Regions from separate parts of the Salmo salar genome. Here region 2 is linked to region 1. The links are chromatin contacts, called in public Hi-C maps. All regions are on one chromosome and are shown on one strand. Each heading gives the region's core, a stretch centred on a gene start, on an enhancer-like site or on the middle of the called end of the contact. The rest is flanking DNA. Distances are from core to core; before and after follow the strand shown. Region 1 holds the start of cssa01h5orf63 (chromosome ssa01 C5orf63 homolog). Region 2 overlaps lmnb1 (lamin B1).

Evidence for each region. Hi-C and Micro-C count contacts between places; a contact is called where the count stands out from the background.
Region 2: a contact with region 1 is called in a Hi-C map of blood, with 9 times the contacts expected there. The contact joins the enhancer-like site here to the promoter of cssa01h5orf63 in region 1. A contact is called at or near these places in 3 of 3 Hi-C or Micro-C datasets (blood, gill and muscle).

What each region holds. Positions count from the first base shown.
Region 1 is chrssa01:162,383,560-162,386,978 of Ssal_v3.1, forward strand. It overlaps cssa01h5orf63 (chromosome ssa01 C5orf63 homolog), which reads left to right and starts at 1,809. Exons shown (of 5, transcript NM_001140697.2): 1 at 1,809-1,884; 2 at 2,482-2,537; 3 at 2,641-2,755; 4 at 2,883-2,939. The coding sequence starts at 1,867.
Region 2 is chrssa01:162,416,840-162,420,258 of Ssal_v3.1, forward strand. It overlaps lmnb1 (lamin B1), which reads right to left. Exons shown (of 12, transcript XM_014144025.2): 5 at 2,060-2,230; 6 at 1,451-1,576; 7 at 886-1,106. Among protein-coding and RNA genes, the nearest start is that of lmnb1, 20 kb to the right of the region's middle. Within about 2 kb of position 1,727, at least 3 of the 13 cell types and tissues checked have an H3K27ac peak or open chromatin away from gene starts, as enhancers often do.

The sequences.
Region 1 (3,419 bases), core at 559-3,058:
TGTCCATGCACACCTGGGCGTAAATTAGTCATTGATGAGAATTATTCCATATTGCACGAAGGAATAGTCTATGGCTACATGTGTAGTCTATAAAGGCACTGTCACGCTTCTCTAAGACAGAACCCAGAAGCAGACCAGGACAAGGTGAGTAAAATGAAGGTGAGTATTTATTGGTAGTCTTGATGTGTAATTTGAGTGATCCAGGAGACGGAGCGGCAGTGGAGGTGAGTTGATGAGAGTAAATGGGTTGATCCAATGAAGTCACTGTATCCACCGACGGCCAGGCAAGGGAGTTGAATGTTCCAGGAGAATGACTGTAGACAGAGTAAACGGGAGTGAGTAACCAGTAACAAGCACAAAACAACAAAACTATCTCAGGAAACATGAGGCTGATACGCTGGCACAACATACTGTTCGTTGCTAACGATCCGGCAGGGAATGGATGTCAGCTCAGGGTTTAAGAAGAGGTGAAGATCAGGACCAGGTGTGCAGAAGGTTGATGAGATGCAGGTGCAGGTAATAAATAGATCTCCCGCCTAACCTCGTTGCCTGGCAACCAGACAGGGTGCGTTCAGGAACCTTAGACAACACTTAAACAAAAACAGTCATCTCAGGCAGAAACAGACTCAGGAAGCGGGATTCCTGACAGGCACAATCAAATGACAACTGTCCGTTGTCCTAGTAACATAATGGATACAGGTGATGATGAAGGTGGAAAGGCTTGAAATGTTTCATCAACACAACATACATTATGTTATATTACTCTCCTCCTTTTAAAACAGCTAAATCACTTGCTCACACAGTTTGAGAGCTGCGCGGTCTTGTCCATGTGCCACTGGCAGTGGCTGCACGCTCTCAGCAGCCAAACAAACTCCACGCTGTGGATTAATAGTCTCGAAAACACAACCTGACTGGTCATTGTCGCCTAGTCAGGTTCTCGATACTAGTGGATTAGCCGCACCAAATCATTAGGTATTTGTTTCAGATTGTTGTACTTACGTTGAGGTTGGATTCAGTGTGGCACACCTTGATCATTCAATCCCAAAATAACTGCATAAAAACTGGTCTGGTTACATAATAACTTACATTATGAGGTGTTATTAGGATACTGGCTCTTTGACATTTGTTTACTAAGTGTAGTACATGTGTAATAAGGTAAAAGTGTATGTGTGTGTGTGTGTGTGTGTGTGTGAGTGTGTCAAATGATGGGGCTTGACCTCGCTTAGTTGTCAACATTCAAAAGGTCTTTATTATTATTATATATTTCAGTGCAGACAGTGAGTCTTCAGCTGACATATTTTCAATACCAGGATTGTTTTGAGGAGGTTTACATACAGTATGAATATCTAGGATATAGGTCATCACTGTAAAATAGTATTATTTGTTAATACTATATACTACAAGTAATACCCATTTCCAAATTATGTCCATTATCAATATTGATTGGAAAAGAAATGCACTGCAAATTAAGGTTTGTCATTATACAAACAACAAAAGGCTAAATACTTGCTATTGTTTAACAAATGGGGGCACCCATCTGACTGTCATTTGTCATTTTATGAATGGAAACTTTGTAACCGCAGATTGTACACGTTTCCACAATACTGCCGCGTGTAGGTTTAACTTTATTTGATGGACAGAAAATTGTCCAATAGTGGCACTCTCTTGAACAGGAAGTAAAATGACAGTCAACCAATAGGTATCACATACATTTGCGTTCCTTTTCCCTGTTTTGTCACGCCTGCTCGTCCGCTCAAAGGTGAGATATTTCATAAACTCTAATCTTTTACACAAATAACTCAAATACTGCCAGGCTTTTGACGTGCATACATTTTTATACTGCATAAAACAATTTCATATAGAAAAATGAACATAGATACAGAGGTAGGTTTATTTACTACCTCAAGACACAGGTCTACGCTAAAAATAAATATTGCAACCAAACAGGAGAGCGACATCCTACGCAATCGGCGCTACTGTTTTTAAAAATTAGTTGATTTCTGACAGATTTACCGAGTGCTTTAGAGTTTATATGTGGAGAAAATGGAGATGAAATATGGCTGTCTTAATACTCTGGTCACCCTTCACAATGCAAAGATGGGTTATTATAGCAATCGAAATGTTTTTGAAATACAAGAATATCTGAATATCTGTAGCCGTAATATTTTGTGTATATACAGTATATATGATATTATAAATACCTCACATGTGACTAGTAAAAAGACTAAGCAATTAGCCAATTAAAATGTTTATCTGACTCCATAAAGATGATTTAGCAATATGGAAGAACAATATATTTGAGTTACACTAATAGGCAATCAAGAAATGTCTGAGAATGGAATCCTAAATACAACTGTATTTAATTACTTTGGAAAATGAATGGATTACATACAAGGCATCAAGCTTAAGTTATAAAGCATTAACAAGCATTACAAGACATTCAATGCTGGACCATAGCTCATTTTCTTCCATCTGGTTAAGAAGCAGCCTACCAACCTTCAGCTCTGGATAGACAACACACATTCACTCAGAAATAAGTGAGTAGAAAAATGCAACTCCCAGTAACAGAGAGCATATAAAGTAGTAGTATAAAGTAATGCCAAGCCTACATGTCTGATGCAGTAATTGTCTACTTTGCAGACAGACAATGCATTTGGTCTTGCCAAGGACTCTCCACAGGACAAAGAGTTCTGCTCATCTGCTTAGAAGACTCTTCTCCCAAAAGTACTTACCTACTTTAACGCTTTTTACCAAGGTAATGTGAATTGTTGAGTAATGTAAATTATCAGATAATATTCATATTAGTGGTCCCTCTCAAGGTTTTCCTTGACACGGAATACATTAGTTAGCACTATTGATATACATATTTAACCATTTTCCAGGATCCATGCCCATTGTGTGATGAAGCAAAAGAAGTCCTTGAACCATACAAACACAGGGTGAGGTTATGTTTCTCAGTTTGCTGAACAGTTGAATAAAAGTGTCTGCTAAATGGCACATACAGTGCATTCGGAAGGTATTCAGACCCCTTGACTTTTTCCACATTTTGTTACGTTACAGCCTTATTCAAAAATGGATTAAATAGTTTTTTCCCCCTCATCAATCTACATACAATACCCCATAATGACAAAGTACATTTACATAAGTATTCAGACACTTTGCTATGAGACACGAAATTGAGTTCAGGTGCATCCTGTTTCCATTGATCATCCTTGAGATGTTTCTACAACTTGGTTGGAGTCCACCTGTGGTAAATTAAATTGATTGGACATGATTTGGAAAGGCACACACCTGTCTATATAAGGTCCCACAGTTGGCAGTACATGTCAACGCAAAAACCCAGGCCATGAGGTCGAAGGAATTGTCCTTAGAGCTCTGAGACAGGATTGTGTCGAGGCACAGATCTGGGGAAAGGTACC
Region 2 (3,419 bases), core at 477-2,976, 33 kb after region 1:
GGACGCTTTTGAGGGGAAATTAGGTAGTCAACGTCAGACAGAGATGTAAAATGCTGTTTTTATATATAAATATGACCTTTATTGAACAAAAGAATGCATGCATTGTATAACATGATGTCCTAGGGGTGCCATCTGATGAAGTTTGTAAAAGGTTAGTGCTACATTTAGCTGTTTATTGATAATATGTGATGGAAGTGGTTGGTCGGAAAATGGCTATGAAGCTGCTTTTTACGATGGACTCATCTAATATAATCTAATGATTTGCTTTTCCTGTAAAACCTTTTTGAAATCGGACGACGTGGGTCGATTCAGGAGAGGTGTATCTATAAAAAAAAAAAAATATTTTTTATTTTTGTAAAAAATTATGATAATTTTTTAATGCTAATTGGCGATATGATTTTTCGCTGGATTTTGATCCCGCAAACGGGATCAGATGCTCAAGAGGTTAACACCATTATATTCTCGGTAACAGCTAGACGACAAGCTAGGAAGTTAACATTTCTCCTGCATGAAGAATCTACATAGACGTGTACGCATGTGTACATGTCTGGCCAGTTGGAACACTACCTACACAACTTTTAAACTCAACAAATCAGCCTGGGACCTGACCCAGAACAGGAGAGGAGCCAAACGTTGAAGCGCTCCACTCCAAAGAGAAGATGACACTGATTGTATCTGAATTATGTGTTGTCTCCCCTCCCCCCCTCTCTGTATTTGTGCTCACCCTAAAGTCAATTTTTACATCCACATTCATGCAGAACTTTATGTGTGTATACAAGTGTGACTGTTGCATGAGTCAGCATAAGTACATGTATGAGTCACTCTCCTCCCTCCAGTAGTTTCCTGTAGGCATTGATCTCTGTATGTGTCCCTCTTCACCCTCACCTCTCCTCCTCTCCCTCCAGTAGCTTCCTGTAGGCATTGATCTCCATGTCCAAGGCCAATTTGACATCCAGCAGCTGCTCGTACTCATCCAGCTGCAGCTGCATCTTGGACCGGATCTCCGCGATCTCCCGCTCCTTCTCCCCCAGCATCCTGCGGCTGGTGTCCCTCTCCTGGGCCAGGGCTGACTCCAGCTCGTGGATCCGGTCCTGCCATCCACGGGTCTAGAGGAGAGATATTTTACAGGTTAGGGTTGTGTTCAGTGGGACACACAAGTTAAACACATTATGTGTTCAGGTAGTACCTCCTTTCACCTGAACATTGTTATTCCTGTTTTATTCCTGTGTAACATTACTCCTGTATCCTCCATATCATCTCACCCCTTTTTGCATTCTGGCTAGTTTAAGTATCAGACTCTAGTCTAAGTGTGTAGTCCAAATCATCAACCTCTTTAAAAAGTAATTGGATAGCATCATAACCATTGTCAGTAGATAGTAATAATGGTACAACCGTCACCTCAAATCATGTAAAAACACCTTTCCAATACATTTGATTGATGAGGTCTCACCTCTTTCTGCATGCTGGCCAGCTGGGCGGCTAGGCTCTCCACACGCAGGCACGACTCCCGGAGCTCCTCACGGGCCATGCTGGCCGACGAGCTGTTCATCTCCGACGACAGGCGCACGTTCTCCAGCTGCCCCCGGGTACACAGGAGGACAGAGCAGAGTTAAAATGGGTTATGTGGGTACAAACAATGTTCATTTCACACATACGGAAGGATGGATAGTGCAACGCCTCACAAAGAGGAAGTGAACGTCACAGAGAGGGCTTCCTGACCAGCCAGAGAGGAAGTGCAACACCAGAAATGGGTCTTTTTAGATTTGCTGTGTAACACTGCGCTTGATGACGTGACTTTATTGGTATCCAACAACTAGTAAGTTTGACACAGATTTACATGCAATGTTCCCAATAGGTCACCCCAGCATGGCGAGACCCACTGGAATGAGGTTTACTTTATGGTCAATTCCACAGCAAGTCAGGAACAGAATCTCCTAAAAGCCTTGGTATATGACCAAACAATAAATGGGACCTCCAGTCTGCATCAAGGATGTTGTGTTTCTGCCTTGCACCTTGGCGACAAGTTAACAGGTAGGTGTGTGTGTGTTTTCTGTCTCACCTTGGCCACGTAAGTGTTCTCCATCTCGTCCTTGTACAGTTTGACCTGCTCGTCGTGCTGCCCCCTCATCTCAGTCAGGGCCTGGGCCAGTTTGAACTCGTACTCCACAGCCCGGCCAGAGTCCACCTCCACCAGACGCGTCTCGTGTCTCCTCCGTGTCTCCTTGATCTCCTACAACACAGACGGGGGGGTTTAGGGGTCATTGTAGCGATGCGTCTGCCCTGCTGTGGGTTCCTCCATTCCTCAGAAGACCCTTTTTAAAGGAAATAGTACCTATTCAGTATGGGAATTGTGACAGAAGAGCCCATACACTAAAAACAGTCTCAGACGAAGACATGTGACTTTAAAAAGAGCTAATGTAGCCTGAACGTTACCTAACAAACTCACCTTCATGAAAAGGAGAAGACAACACTTTTTAGATCTCAGCCTCTGCATCTCAGAGGAAGCAATAAGAAACAACCCAAAGGGAACCTGAGTGGCGCAGCGCTCTTAGGCACTGCATCACAGTGCTAGAGGCGTCACTACAGACCCGGGTTCGATCCCGGGCTGTATCACAACCGGCTGTGATCGGAAGTCCCATAGGGCGTCGTTCGGGTTAGGGGAGGGTTTGGCCGTCATTGTAAGTAAGAGTTTGTTCTTAACTGACTTGCCTAGTTAAATAAAGAGCAGCCCAAGAAATGAGCCAACAAACACAGCCATGTTCATGATCTCCAGGTCTTCACTTTACAAACATAATGATCGTGAAAAGTAAAGTTTTTTGATTAGTGTTAATCAATTCATACCTTCAGAGTAATAATTATTACCATTATTCTAATTTTAGTCTTCAAGTTATTGTAAATAACTCAAGTCAAGCCTTCTTTGAAGACCAACTTTGTCCAAGAAAGGACTGTTGCCCTGTTAATACTGTCATAGTATAAACTGGGTGGTTCAAACTCAATGCTGAAAGCAGTGGTATATCAGACCATATACCACGTACGACAATACATGTATTTTTACTGCTCTAATTACGTTGGTAACCAGTTTATAAATCAAACCTTTGGGGTTTGTGGTATACTTATTGCTTAAGTAAACCCTACAACTTGGTGCCTCAAAAGTTCAGTCAGTATTGGACAAAGACAAAAACAAAAGATGGTCCACGGCAGAGCCATGAATTTAGAGAGTAGGGACATTGAGGTTTCTGCATTATGATGCAGTTAAATGACGCTACAACATTCTATGGCAGCCATGTTAGCTCCCCATTAACATTACATGGGGAACATAAAAATACAAAAAGATATGTAACAATGTCTATAATTAGAACCATATTCTAAAAGTTAGCCCAACTCTAAATACATGGCTCTGGTTCAAGGTAGTGCACGCA